Linked DNA regions of Pan troglodytes: region 1 is linked to region 2. A link is a contact called in public Hi-C data. All regions are on one chromosome and are shown on one strand. Each heading gives the region's core, a stretch centred on a gene start, on an enhancer-like site or on the middle of the called end of the contact. The rest is flanking DNA. Distances are from core to core; before and after follow the strand shown.

Evidence for each region. A called contact is a pair of places that touch in the nucleus more often than the background predicts.
Region 1: a Hi-C map of stem cell-derived neural progenitor cells shows a contact between it and region 2, with 2.2 times the contacts expected there. The contact joins the promoter of SUGT1 here to the promoter of HNRNPA1L2 in region 2. A contact is called at or near these places in 1 of 7 Hi-C or Micro-C datasets (stem cell-derived neural progenitor cells) and 1 of 1 datasets of contacts at active chromatin or transcription factors (stem cell-derived excitatory neurons).

Annotation. Positions count from the first base shown.
Region 1 is chr14:58,143,100-58,150,551 of NHGRI_mPanTro3-v2.0_pri, reverse strand. SUGT1 (SGT1 homolog, MIS12 kinetochore complex assembly cochaperone) reads right to left here and starts at 5,316. Exons shown (of 14, transcript XM_063792162.1): 1 at 5,159-5,316; 2 at 4,750-4,866; 3 at 4,605-4,662; 4 at 95-185. The coding sequence starts at 4,787.
Region 2 is chr14:58,108,934-58,116,310 of NHGRI_mPanTro3-v2.0_pri, reverse strand. HNRNPA1L2 (heterogeneous nuclear ribonucleoprotein A1 like 2) reads right to left here and starts at 5,940. Exons shown (of 9, transcript XM_063792165.1): 1 at 5,725-5,940; 2 at 1,151-1,426.

The DNA of each region.
Region 1 (7,452 bases), core at 4,067-6,566, 35 kb before region 2:
TTAAAAATTCTCAAAGACAACTTTTAATTTGTCATGGGTAAAATGTATAAGTAACTTATTAAAAGGGGGCAATATACTTTATAAGAAACGTTACCACAGTAATTCCCGAGAAGAATGTGACAATAAGCTCTTTGACAATAATACTGTGCATCATCTGGTTTCTGTTCCAAAGCCTTAGTCAGCTCCTACAAAAACAAACACGTGGAGTGTCAGTAAAAGTTTGTAAGAAGCCATCAAATTCTAATTAAAACATAATTTTTAATCAAGTAACTTATTGTCAGAAGCTATTTGGAGGAAAGATAACAGGGATATAATATTGGAGTTTTTCCTTATAAAAGGATCAATATCTCCCCCACTTCTCTTGCCCCTCCTCCCAAAAGTAGGCAATCTAATGTAGTATCTCTGTACCATAAAGCTTTTAGTTCCTGGTCTATAGAACTTAATAAATGATCATTATTATCAGCTCATATATTCTGAAGAGTTTAATTGTTACACATTGACCATTACAGATTTCCTCCTACTAATTTGAAGAAGATTCAAACACCATATAGAATTTGAGATTCCTAGAAAATGTTAAGCTGTGCAACAAAAAAAGACCAGAAGTTAAATCTAAAACTCAGGGAGGTTAAGACAATCAATACATACACAATCAAGTGTACCTGGCCCTCTCCTAGCCTCTATCAATAGCACACAACTCTAATAAAACCCAACTAAATATTCTGTTCAAAGCCCAGATACAATCTAATAGATGGCTATGTCAACTACCAAGAGTTAACATTAGAGATTGAAACTTTTTTAACTTGTGCAGTCACAACATATAGGTGTGGTAGCTGGAAAAATAATGATGTAAGAGATTACACAATTAGGGAGATCAAAGACAAGTGCAGGAACACTTTTATTTTCTGCCAACTGCCTACAAACTCTAGGGATTTGGTAGTTTTCTTAAATGGTAAAATTATTTCAAGAGCCACATGTATCATTGACTTTGCTTTAACCTAGTAGTGTGACTCTCAGAAAGCAACATATACAGATGCTCCTCAACTCACATGGGGTTACAGTCAATCAACAGAAAGTAAGGCTCAAATCAAGAGAGCAAAGAAGCTGTAAGATGCTACTTTAAGGGCCTCACTTTGTAGCTTGCAGGCTGTTACAAGGAATTTGGACCTTACGTTTGATGGAAAGCCATGGAAAGTTCACTGTTAGTAAGGGGAACATGGTCCAATTTACTTTTTTTTAATGTCATTCTGGCTGCAGTATGGTAAATACATTATCAAATCAAGACTGGAAACGGAGACTTCTTAGGAAACTACTACATTAAGTCTAGGCTAGAAAAGGATCTTAGCCACAGAGGTGATGAAGAGAAATACGATTAAGTTGGAACATATTAGAAGCAGAGAGACTTGCTAATGGGTGAACATGTGGGATAAGAGAAACTGAAGATGACTCCAGGGTGTTGGGCTTGCCTAGATCCGTATGTGACATCCAGGAATCACTCAATGAAAAGTATTGATTTTTCTTCTTGCAGACTTTTTTCAGCCTTTTCCCCGGTCTCTACTTTGACTGCATCTCCTTTGCCATAGAATACAAAAATATTTGCCTCTCTAGTCTTAATCTTCTCAAAGTCACTAATAACCCCTTATAAAATCCAACTGATTCCTATCTGACTTGATCTCTCTGTGGCCCTTGACAATAATAACCAGGCCTTTCAGCTTACTATTCTGCTGCCTCTTAAAAACGAATGTTCTCCTTGGGCTCAGTACTTAAGACTTCTTCCCCTCTACAAACATTCTTTGATTCCTTAACTACTGGGGGGCTTCACATATGTGTTGATGCATGCTGATGACTCAAGTCTATCTTGAGCCTAGACAGTGGTCCTGAGCAACATCAGCGTATAGTTTTCTCTAAACTTTACCTGAAATGTCCCAGAGGCAACTCATATACAAATATTCACAATCTAAAACTACTTTCTCTCCTCAAACCTATTCCCCCATGCTGAAGGCAATCTTCTAAGTGCTATCATCCTAAGTGCTATCTAAATGAATGGCACCAGTTCCTACAACATTCCCCCAGCCAGAAACTCAGGAGACATCCCTTATATTCTAATCGTCACCAAGTCCGGTGCATTTTACATAAAACAACTCACCTCCATGCCCTCAATCACTGCCCTACATGCAGATATTCATCTTTGACCCGGTCTGCACTACCATGTTCCTGCTATCCACTATCCCTTGTGCCTCCTCCAATTCGCTATCTACTCTGCTTTTAAAGTAGGTTTTGTAATTCAGAAAATTTCATTTTCCTTCCTCCAAATTCTTGACGGATCTCCATAATCATATGATAAAACTGAAAACCCTGTGCTGGGATTTAATGCCTTTGATGGCCCGGCCTCACTGTCGCCTGGGCTGGAGTGCAATGGCGCGATCTCAGCTCACTGTAACCTCCACCTCCAGGGTTCAAGTGATTCTCCTGCCTCAGCCTCGCAGGTAGCTGATTACGGCTGCCCACCACCATGCCCGGCTAATTTTTTGTATTTTTAATAGAGACGGGGTTTCACCATGTTGGCCAGGCTGGTCTCGAATTCCTGACCTCGTGATCCGCCCGCCTCGGCCTCCCAGAGTGATGGGACTATAGGCGTGAGCCACCGCGCCCGGCTGCACTTCTAATGAATTGCCAGGTGATGCTGATAATGCTGGTCCAAGAGCCATACATTAAAAACCAAGGTACTAATACTAGCCACATGACTATCCTAGGCAATTCTTCTCCTAGGTACATACAACCAAAAGAAATGCATGTGTTCACCAAAATACATGTACAAGAGTATTCACAGAAGCTTTATGTTAGCTAATAACTGGAAATAACCCAGATGTCCACTGTTAGAATAAATTGCGCCGTACTTACGGCTATACAACATATATTTATACAATGGAATATTACACAGCAATGCGAAAGAACTACTACTTCACACAATATGAATGTATACTTATGTAATCATTAAAGCAAAAACAGAGTGTCTACATTCAATAAAGCACCTACTGTATGATTCTGTTTATGAGTCAAGAACAAACAAAACTAACTGATGGTGATGGAGGTCAAAACAGGAGTCAGCAGGACAGTAAGAAGAATTACTGGCTGAGAAGAAGCATTATGAATGGAGATACTCTGTATCTTAATCTGGTGGTGTAAACATGTGAAAACTCATCAAACTATAGACTTAAAATCTGTGTTATTTACATAAATCATATATGCCTCCATAAAAATTTTTAAAGTAAAAGAAGATGGAAAGTGACAGTAAAATTCATTATGTTAATACTGTTTAAAAGCAACTTTTATATAAACTGGATTCCCAAAGGAAGCACTAGGTCTAACACGACAATAACAAATGTCAATTAAAAGTAATAGCTGTCTAGCTAATACAAGAAATTATGGAGAAAAATTCTCAGTGCTTCCTGTAACATTATACCCAAACTCATCCCAGAAGCCTTACTCCCAGTATCTAAAGGTCTGTATATTTAGGTGTAAAAAACATACCTGGACCCTAAAAGGCCTTATAGGACCTGGCTCCTAGTTTCCTGTCCAACCTCTCTTAATCAAATGGGCCCTCTAATAAAAAGGGCCTTTTTGTTGCTTCACATACAGGCCAACTTCATTCCTACCTCAGGATCTGCACTGGCTCTTGGTCCTGCCTGGAATATTCTTTCCCCAGAGCTTCCAAGTTAATTCCCTTGTTCCTTCAAATCTCCACTCAAAGATCTCCTCAACGGAGGCTCTAGTACCATGTGGCACATTTCTTATAAAACTCATAGCTAGAAAAGACGCTGTCTTGCCTCAAATTGTTAAACGTAACAGCAAAACAGGTTTCCTCTTTTCTGTGATTTAACGCAAAAACAAACAAAAACTCCTGGCTAAATTCTGTGACCCGCAGCATCATTTATCTTTAGGTTCTCCTTTAATTCTTATTACTTAACTCTTGATCTTTTACATTCCTTTACAGCTTTACGGTTTGTCTTCATTGCACACCTCCAAAAAGTGAGTTCTAGGTTAGCTGAGTATATAACCAAGACTTTAACCCACAGCAATCAGCGCCTTTGCACACAGCCACTCCAAAAAAAATTTTGATGAATATACAAATGAGTGAATAATGAATTGTGATAAGACATCTGGAAAGTTTCAGGGACGTGAGGGAAAAGGGTTTTGCTCCAGTAGACTAACTTCCTACCGACACTTTTACATAAGAATGGCAAGAATTATTGTCAAACGAAAAAATTAACTTCATCGAGCCCAGAGTCCACTTCTCTAATCATAAATGTCATTTTTAAAAAAATCCTTTCAGCCAAACTACAAATGCCAACCATGCTCCCAAGAAATAGAGGAGGTTTTTCTCAGGAGCTGTAGGGAGTGGAAAGGGCAAGACAGGAGTCTGGGGTAACGCGGCTACCGTGTAACAGAGAAAAGAGACCGAGAATCTCAATACCGGAGCTGAGACGCAGCATCAACAGGAGCCTGGGTCCCTGTCCGGCGGTGCGGGGAGAAGGCGGGTCAGCGGGGACCCGAAGTGGCCCAGCTCCCCTAAGAAGAGTGGAGGAAGCAGAAATGGGCTCTCTCACCTCTAACGCCGCCTGGGGGTCCTCGTCGATTAGGGCATCCGAGAAGCTCTGGAAAAACCTGTCAGGAAAACAACGACTTCAGCAGGGCTCACTAGCCAAGGAAAGGGGGATAAAATAAATAGCAAAGGGAAAGAAAAACATGCACCTCTGGGATGTTGCAGTTCCTGCTGCAGCCGCCGCCATCCCTCGTAGTCGCTGTTGCTGCCGCCGGAGCTGCTACTATTACGGTTACCACCTCCACGGCCGCCCAAGGGGGAAACTTCTGGAGAAACACCAACCGAGCTTCCGTCCTAAATAGCCAGCGAGCAGCCACGCAGCGCGCTGCTAGGGGGACGGGAGGCGACACGCCGGCGCGGGGCCGGCTGGGACAGTGGAGGACCGATTCCTCCCAGCCCCACCCCGGCCCAGGACCCGCGCTCCCAGTCCCCGCCCCTCGCAGCCATGGTTACGGAGGCCTGGGGCGTACACGTTCTCCCTCCCTTCCACCGCGCCCACGCCAGCGGGCCCTCCCACGGAGCTTTCAGTAGTAGTTTAGAAGCAGTTTTGTAACGTACTGTCATCCCTAAGGAACGTGTGGCGGTTAGGGGCGTTTGTATGTCTGTTAATAACGCAAGCTACTTCGAGCTCCCATTTTCCCTAGTTTTTATCATGGCTGCCACAGGTAGCCAAGCCCTTTCGCCTCCATTACGTCTTCCGCGGCTGCGTGGTCTCTTCCGGGAGCAGAGGCCCGGATGACGCGTGGATCCCCGCGATCTTTGGGCTGGGAATTCTAAACGGCTGGGACTTGCCGGAAGTCATTCTGCTCTAATAGCGGCAAAAAGCCTTCTGGTTCCTGGGGCGACGCGCCCGGCGGCCGTACTATTCACTTCCCCAGAACGCTACAGCCCAGGCTTTCTTCTTAGTGGGCTTCCCAGACCAAGAAGGGAAACCTTTCATCCGAAGGTACTGAGGGGAGGAAGGTGGCCTGAAGTTATCTCAGTGCCGCTTTGTTTCCCACCCCAGTCGGTCAGCCCTTCCTCAGCGCCCTTTAACCCTTGCAGATCGGATGGAGAAAGCTGCCAGCACGTTCTAGGGATGGGGGCAGATTGAGGAGCGGGAGGGAGTAGTCTTTGTCTAACTTTATACCAGTACCAAACTATGTTAATTTAATGTAGTTTTATAATAAATCTTTAAGTCCTGTAACTTATTCTCCCAAGATTGTTTTGGCTTATTCTACGGCCTTTGTATTTCTAGGTGAATTTTGGAATTAGCTTGTTAAAAAGGGGGGGGGGATTTTTTATTGGGCTCGCATTGAATCTATAGATCTGTTTGGGAAAACTAGTATCTTAACAACAAGTCCTTCAATCCATGAATATCATTCTTCCCCCACCATTTATTTAAGTGGTCTTTAATTTCTCCTGGCAATATTTTGTAGATTGCACATATATCTATATTTTAATGCAGCTGTGCTTGGATAGATTGCAGTATAGAGATCATATATATCTTTCATTAGATTTATTCTTGAGTAGTGTTTTGTATACAATGTTAAATGGCATTTTGACTTTTTTATATTCTACTCGTAAGAATAAACAATATTGATTTTAACATACTGACCTTATATGCAAGCATCTTGCTAAGTTCCCTTGTTATTTGTAATACTCTGTAGATTCTTTCGGAATTTCTGTGATCAAAATCTTGCAATCCACGAATAAAGATGGTTTAACTTCTCTGTAACCTTTATACCTTTTATTTTTATTTATTTTTGCCTTTTGTTGCTGGCTAGTGTTTCCACTATTGAATAAAAACAGTGATAATGGACTTCCTTGTCTTGGTCATAACATCAGGAGGAAAGCATTGAATATCAACTGCTTTTTCTGCCTTTATTGAAATGTTCATTTGTATTTTTTAATGTTACTGTGAATTACCTTGGTTAATTTTCAAATGTTATCTAAATGGCCAATTGTCCTTCTGGACCCCACTGACTCCAGTTGGGATGGCACTGTAAGAAGAGAGGCAGAGTCAGTGAAGGAGACAAGGTTTATTCAGGATTTACATACAAGGGTGGTCCGGTGGTGGAGGGCTGACCTGGAGAACTGCTACCATTTGTAAAAAGCACGTAGTCTATATAGCATTTTCACTTAGCACTCTCCTTCTAGCAACCTCCATTTAACCCCAAACAAAGGGCCTTGATCTGTACAGCGTAAGATACGGGCCAGGGATGTGGATGTCCTTCATAGATAAGGAGTGAATCTCTGGGTTGGCTACTCCTGGATTCCTTAGCCCAGGACTCCAAACGTAAGTTCTTAAACCATAGGGTTAGTCTCAGGTATGCTCCAGTTATGGCTCAGCCATACACTAATGTGTGTACACCAGCCTCTGCCATGCACCAATACACATATATGTATGGCCTCTGAAAGGGTGAATTCCAAGACCGACCTATGGGCCCAACATGAAAAGAAGTTCTATATATTATGGACATTGAAATCAATGAGATACCAAAACTACCACCAGAATGGCTTAAATTAAAAGGACTTCCAATACCAAGCATTGACAAGGATATGTAGCAACTGTATCTTTCATATATTGTTGGTGAGAGTTTAATCATTTTGGAAAACTGTGGTACCATATGTCTGTTCTTGCATTGCTATAAATAACTGAGACTAGGTAATTTATAAAGAAAAAATGTTTAATTCACTCATGGTTTTGCAGACTGTACAAGAAGCATAGCAGTTTCTACTTTTGCAGAGGCCTCAGGAAGCTTCCAATCACCGCACAAGGCAAAGGTAGAGCAGCCATCTTACATGGCAGGAGCAAGTAGGGTGGGGGTAGGTGCTACACATTTTTAAACAACCAGATCTCACAAGAATTC
Region 2 (7,377 bases), core at 4,691-7,190:
ATGTGAGACAGCTTACAAAGCAATCTAAGGGTATGATGCTCCTGCGTATGTATATTTGTCTCACTCATGCCTAATTGGAAAGAAATTGTTTACGTGACCTTTACTGACTCTTTCCAAAGCATTCAACTCACTTTACCATTTCTGTAATAGTTAATTAAATTAAAATAAAGGGCATGAGGGGTCATAAACAGGTCTGGTAGCCTTAAAAATGCCATTCTTGATATGTATTTATATGTTTGTGTTATTTACTTCCACATACTTATATGTAACTGTTTTGTTTCTAAAGAGTAGGACGAGGAGGAAGTACCTATTGTGGGTACTGATTGCCTGAATTAGCTTAATCTACCACCCAATTATACTTTCCAGAGGTATTTTTGATACCATGTAGAAACCAAGAAGTTCCATTAAAATGTTAAATCATTCTGGAAAACAGAAGCCTATATTATCTGTTTGTTCTGATAAGGGAAGTCAGTGATGGGTATCCTAAAGCCACACGCCTTACTACTTGAATTAATGACATCACCGAAATACATCATTATGTATCATTAAAAAAAAAACTGCCATTTAACCTACAACACAATGCCAAGATATCACTGATTGCACTCAGAATTAAATACTCTTTTGACAAGCACAAGTAATTACAATGCTCTGAGGAAGCCAGGAAAGCTGAAAGCACGGATAGTTATTGGTCACAGGAAGTCATACAGAGCAGTTGTAATCAACGTGCTAAACTTTATTCCAGAAAAAATTTTTTAAATGGAAAATTTCAAATAAGTGAGTCCTTTACAGACATGAAGCTACCTTCAAATCAAGATGTAAATGATATTGTTAATTAACAGCTTAAAGAGGCAGTTAAGTAGCAGTTAATAACACCAATAAGTATGTAAGAGTGTAGAATTCTCAGTGAGATCACTTCTCTTTTCCTTTCACTGGATTGTGTACAGATATCCTCTTGGTATTTAAATATAATACAATTACAGCATTTCTCAAGTAATTATTAGAGTCCCTGTGTTTATTAGCTGATATTTTTTCTTCATTAATTCAATATCTCCCAAGTACTTGTATTAAAAACATTTTTTGCAAAAAGAAAAAGCTTACTGGAATTTCAAAAATTACTTTCAAACAACATTCAAATTACAATTAAATTTACCTCTTCTTTGGAGCATGTCCTAAAGCTCTTTGAGGCCCGCCAGTTGTAGCTTTTAAGTGAACTTCTGTTGGGTGGCTTTGTTGTTTGTACATTTACTGTGCTCAATTCAACTTTCGTGCCCTTAATAATGTCTAACAAGTCTTTTTCTCTGTTTTCCTTTACACTTTCTTGGTTGTCTGAAGTCTCCTTGGAAGTCTCAACAGTTCACACTGCTCAACTTTCTTGCTACAGATAGCGCCGTTAGTGCCAAAATATCTTTGGATATTATTTTTTGTCCTGGAAAGATGCATTAAAGAAAAAAAATGAAAAATACAATGCAGGCTAATAAAGCAAAAAACCGTGTATCTAAATTTTTTTTCAATTCAAGCCCTTTCCATTTGCTTTTTATAATTATTAACAACCACAGCAGCAGCAACTTACCATTTATTAGCCCATACTATATGCCTCAACCTCGTGCAATATGTTTTATGCACATTTCTCATACCCACATTAACTCCCTAAGGTCTCCATTTTGCAGATAAGGAAACTGAAAATCAGAGAAGTAACTTACCTAAGGTCATGCACCTCACTGCTCACTAAGGCCTAAGACACACTGGGGTGCCACAAATAAGTAGAGGTATGCTGAGATATTGATCACCTGCTCCTGGGGGTGGCCAGGGGAGGCCTGGGGGTGCTGGTGCTCCCAAATCTGTTCCTTCCCACCATTTACCCCAGAGTTCGGTAGAAAAACTCTGACATGGTTAATAAATGACAATTTATTATTCTCAAACCCAGATCTGACTGACTGCAAGTCCTTGATCTTAACATAACACCTCTTTAAAAAGTTATAATTAAACAATACAAAAATAAATTTCTATCAAAAAGATTACTTTAAAAAAAACTGAGTGGGTCTTGTTTTAATCTGATCAACATTCTCATCAAGCTACGTGCCACTTAACCCATAACCACTTGTAAGCTAAGCTAAAATGGAACAGAAAAGAGAATAATCGATGGCTATAAATGTCATTTTTGCTTTCCTCATTAGATACATTTATGAAAGAGAACACCACAAATGATTACATCTATACTAGACTCATGCAAAAGATGTCCTAATTCTAAGTAACTCAAATATCCAGTTTTATTCTGTGGAGTTAAAAACCTCTTTTGGCACTTGATTACTAAACAACTTTAAAAACTCTTTGAATGTGTTAGTTTCAGTAAGAGGGTATAATATATTTAAAAATCATTCATTAAATATAGTGAATATCTACTCTGCTGGGCACTATACTAGGTACTGACAATATGTTAGTAAATAAGAATTTCATAGTCCCTACTTATATGAAGCTGATGTGCTCCAGCACTGCTTCTCAAACTTTAATATGCATAGAAATTTTTTTTTTTTTTTTTGAGACAGGGTCTCGCTCTGTCACACAGGCTGGAGTGCAGTGGCGTGATCTTGGCTCACTGCAGCCTCGACTTCCCCGGGCTCCGGTGATCCTCCCACCTCAGCCTCCTGAGTAGTTGGGACTAATTTTTTGTAGAAATGGGTTTCCCATGTTGCACAGGAACTCCTGGGATCTGCCCACTTAGAACTCCCACCGCCCACCTAGGCTTCCCTAAGTGCTGGGATTACAGGCCTGGGCCACTGTGCCTGGCCCATAGAAAGTATCTATGCTCCTTGCTAAAATACAGATTCTTTGGTCCCACCAAACTACTCTGATTCAGTAGCTGTTTCCAGGAGACACTTGAGAATTTGCATTTCTAACAAGCTCCCAGGTGTTGCTAATTCTGCTGATCAGGGGACCACATTACAGTAGCTATGTTACCTATGTTACTTAATCCTTACAATCTTAAAGGATAGGTTTTATTATTCTCGTTTTACAGAACAAACTGCTGCCCACAGACGTTAAGTCAGTGGTTATGAATCTCTAGAGGTTATACAAATCACATAGGCAGCTGACTTAAAACACAGATTCCTAAGATTCTTAGTTTGTAAGTTTGGAATGGGGTTCAGGAATCAGCATGTTAAATAAGACCCAGGTGCTTCTGATGCAGGTGAGCTCAAGAGCCTGTATCAGACCTTAGGTTAAATACTATATCAAGTTCTCAAAGCCAGAAAATAGTAGCCACAGGCTAAGGATACTTGCATGAAAGAGAAAACGGCAATTTCAAAAAATGCTGAAACTATCTGATCTGCTTATGAAAACGTCAGAGGCTATCAAATCAGGCACTTTAAAATTAGAATGAAAAAACAATTGCCAAACTAGTATCCTCATAATAAGTACACAAGACTCTCATAATATTCAATATATGGTACAATCTAAGAAAATAATTATTCTTTTTTTTTTTTTTTTTTTTGAGACGGAATCTCGCTCTGTCGCCAGGCTAGAGTGCAGTGGCGTGATTTCAGCTCACTGCAAGCTCCGCCTCCCGGGTTCACGCCATTCTCCTGCCTCACCCTCCCGAGTAGCAGGGACTACAGGTGCCCGCCACCACGCCCGGCTAATTTTTTGTGTTTTCAGTAGAGACGGGGTTTCACCATGTTAGCCAGGATGGTCTGGATCTCCTGACCTCGTGATCTGCCTGCCTCAGCCTCCCAAAGTGTTGGGATTACAGGCGTGAGCCACCGCGCCCAGCCTATTATTCTACACTTAAAGTTAACACTGGTCAGGTGCAGCGGCTCACGCCTGTAATCCCAGCATTTTGGGAGGCCGAGGCGGATGGATCACCTGAGGTGTGGAGTTCGAGACCAGCCTGGCCAACACAGTGAAACCCCGTTTCTACTAAAAATACAAAAATGAGCCAGGCGTGGTAACGCACACTTGTAGTCCCAGCTATTCAGGAGGCTGAGGCACAAGAATCGCTTGAACCAGGGAGGCAGAGGTTGCAGCGAGCCAAGATCCTGCCACTGTACTCCAGCCTGGGCCACAGAGTGAGACTCCATCTCAAAAATAATTATTAATAATAATAACAATAAATAAAGTTGGCCGGGCGTGGTGGCTCATGCCTGTAATCCCAGCACTTTGAGAGGCCAATGCGGGCCGATCACCTGAGGTCGGGAGTTGGAGCCTGGCCAACATGGAGAAACCCCATCTCTACTAAAAATACAAAATTAGCTGGGGCATGCCTGTAATCCCAGCTACTCAGGAGGCTGAGGCAGGAGAATCGATTGAACCCGGGAGGCGGAGATTGTGGTGAGCCGAGATCGTGCCATTGCACTCCAGCCTGAGCAACAAGAGCAAAACTCCGTCTCAAAAAAAGAAAATAAAGTTAATATTAAAGGTATTTTAACAGAAAGGTGGTAATCAGGGGAATGAATCTCACATATAATCTTTACTACAATGTTTTCTTTCAAGACTGCTTTCATACCACAGAAAGCAATCTACATTACAGGAAAATTATGTATAAGTAACTCCATAACACTAACATAAAATTCTAAACCTAACCTCCCACCTGAGTTTGTTTCCACTGACAGCATCTCATCAGTACTTCAAATGCAACACCTTCAAAACGACATTTAAGACGTCCCCTTTCAGACTGACTTTCCATTTTTCACACTTCTATATTAAAATGCCCCCTGACATAAACAGATTTTTTCTGTTTTCCAAAAATTATAACATACGTAAAAATCTTTCTCAACCCCGGATCTGCATTCTTCTGCTAACGTTAAGGATACCATAATCCTCCAAAGCAGCCAGTTGAAATCTTTGCTATCTCTGACCACCCTACCATTATCCCATGATGTCACATCCCCTTAATTCTACCTGGGCAATTTTTCTCCTACATTCAGCTGGTCCTTCCCACCTTCACTGCTACTAACCTGCTTCAGCACTGTACTTAACTGGCTTCTGAGTGTTATGCATGGAAGTTACACAGTGGAATTAGGCTTTCATAACAATAAAGTACTCGGAGGATAAACAGCAAAACCAAGTATGCTGCAACACGTTTTCTTTCCTGGCTAACTTCAACCAGTGGTCCTTCAGATTTCATCAGACTTTTCTTCCAGAAAGGATATCCTGAGTCGCCCCTGCAATGGTTAGGTGTCCCTATTTGCTCCTCCAGCAATTACTTGTTGGATGAATGGTGTACTCTGTGCTTCCATACACTATCTCAGCAATTACTTCACTACACAGCACTTAAATTGTCTACTTGCTGGAACTACACGCTCCGTGATGACAAGACTGTCTTACTTGGGGTTTATGACCAGTACTGGCACGCTGTAAAGTTTTCCAATAATGAACTAAAGAATAAATGAAGGAAACAGAAATGAGACTATCACATAAATCTTGGGAAGCAAAAGATAAAACAACTTCGCTTTTGGAGCTTGGATAAACTGACAGGAGTTGATGACAAGACGAATGAGGCACAGCGACCCGGCTTGTAATTGGAGCACTGTTTTCCACGCACGCTATGTTTCCTTGGGCAAGTCATCTTATCTTTCTGGGATTTTTCTTTTCTCAGATTTAAAGCAATAGCTTCTAAAACCCAGCAGGTAATAACATCGACACTAGGAAGTTGGAGGATAACTGAATGTACAGCACGGGGCACAGGGATGCCCGAGGACCTGCGGAGCCAGAAGTGCTGAACTGCGGTACCTGACAGTTCCACGCCGAGCAGCGAGTAGCAAAATTGCAGCCGCTGATGTCTCCGGGCTTCCAGGGGACAAAGGGTGGCAGGAAAGGGTGCGAAGAGGTAGAAACGCCGAGACTCTAGGAAACACCGCGGAGACATAAAGCCATCCAGGAGAGCAACTGAACAGTGCGCCCCACGCCAAACACATCCCCCGCGCTCTCTTCCGTTTCTGGTCTGGCGGGTTCCTCTCCCTTTGCTTTCCGGTGGGCAACTGAGGTGGGTAACTGTATTCCGGACTCGCCCGCGGGCCGGGCGGAGCCAGCTACCTCCAGACGACCCCACCTACCCCGCGATTCTATTCCTAGAGGCGGAGTCCTCGCCAGTGTTCAGTAAGTTTCGCTGGCCTAGGAGGATTCCAGACCGCCGAGACCGCCGAACAAGATAGTGGAGGGCGTGATCAGTTGTGCAAAAACTACAGATGATCAGTCTGTTTTTATGTTGTTGTTTTTCTGAGACTGACTCTCCCTCTGTCGCCCAGGCTGGAGCGCAGTGGCGCGATCTTAACTCACTGCAACCTCCGCCTCCCGTGTTCAACCAGTTCTCCTGCCTCAGTCTCCTGAGTAGCTAGGATTACAGGCGTGCGCCACCACGCCCGGCTATTTTTTTTTTTTTTTCTTTTTTGTACTTTTAGTAGAGACGGGGTTTCAGCATGTTGGCCAGGCTGCTCTCAAACTCCTGACCTCGTGATCCGCCCGCCTCGGCCTCCCAAAGTGCTGGTATTAGAGGCGTGAGCCACCGCGTCTGGTGGTTTCTTCACCCACACATCTGATGCCTCAGCTGGAGTAACTGGAAGAAACAGGGGCTGGCTGAATCTCTCTCCACACCTTTGCCCCGTGACCTTTTTTTTTTTTTTTTTTTTTTTTTTGAGATGAAGTCTCACTCTGTTGCCCAGGCTGAAGCACAGTGTCGTGATCTTGACTCACTACAACCTCTGCCTCCCAGGTTCAAGCTATCCTCCTGCCTCAGCCTCTAGATTAGCTGGAGATTAGCAGCCTCCAGAGTAGCATACGACACCACACCTGGCTACTTTTTGTATTTTTTTAGTAGAGACGGGAGTTTCACCATGTTGTCCAGGCTGGTCTCAAACTCCTGACCTCAGGTGATCCACCTGCCTCAGCCTCCCAAAGTGTTGGATTACAGGCGTGAGACACTGCGCCGGCTTGCCCCATGACTTTTGTACCTGGCTGGGTTGCACTTGCTCACAGCATGGCATCTCAGCATATTTGGACTTATTATTATTATTATTATTATTATTATTTTTGAGTCTCTCTCTCTCTCCAGGCTGGAGTACAGTGGCGCAATCTCAGCTTACTCCAACCTCCACCTCCTGAGTTCAAGCAATTCTCCTGCCTCAGCTTCCCGAGTAGCTGGAACTACAGGCGTGCACCACCACGCCCAGCTAATTTTTGTATTTTTAGTAGAGATGGGGTTTCACCACATTGGCCAGGATGATCTTGATCTCTTGACCTCATGATCGGCCCACCTCGGCCTCCCAAAGTGCTGGGATTACAGACGTGAGCCACTGGGCCTGGCCTATATTTAGACTTCTTACAGAGCAGCTGGCTTGCCTTAGAGTGAACATTCACACCAGACTAAAGCTGCACAGCATTGAAAGT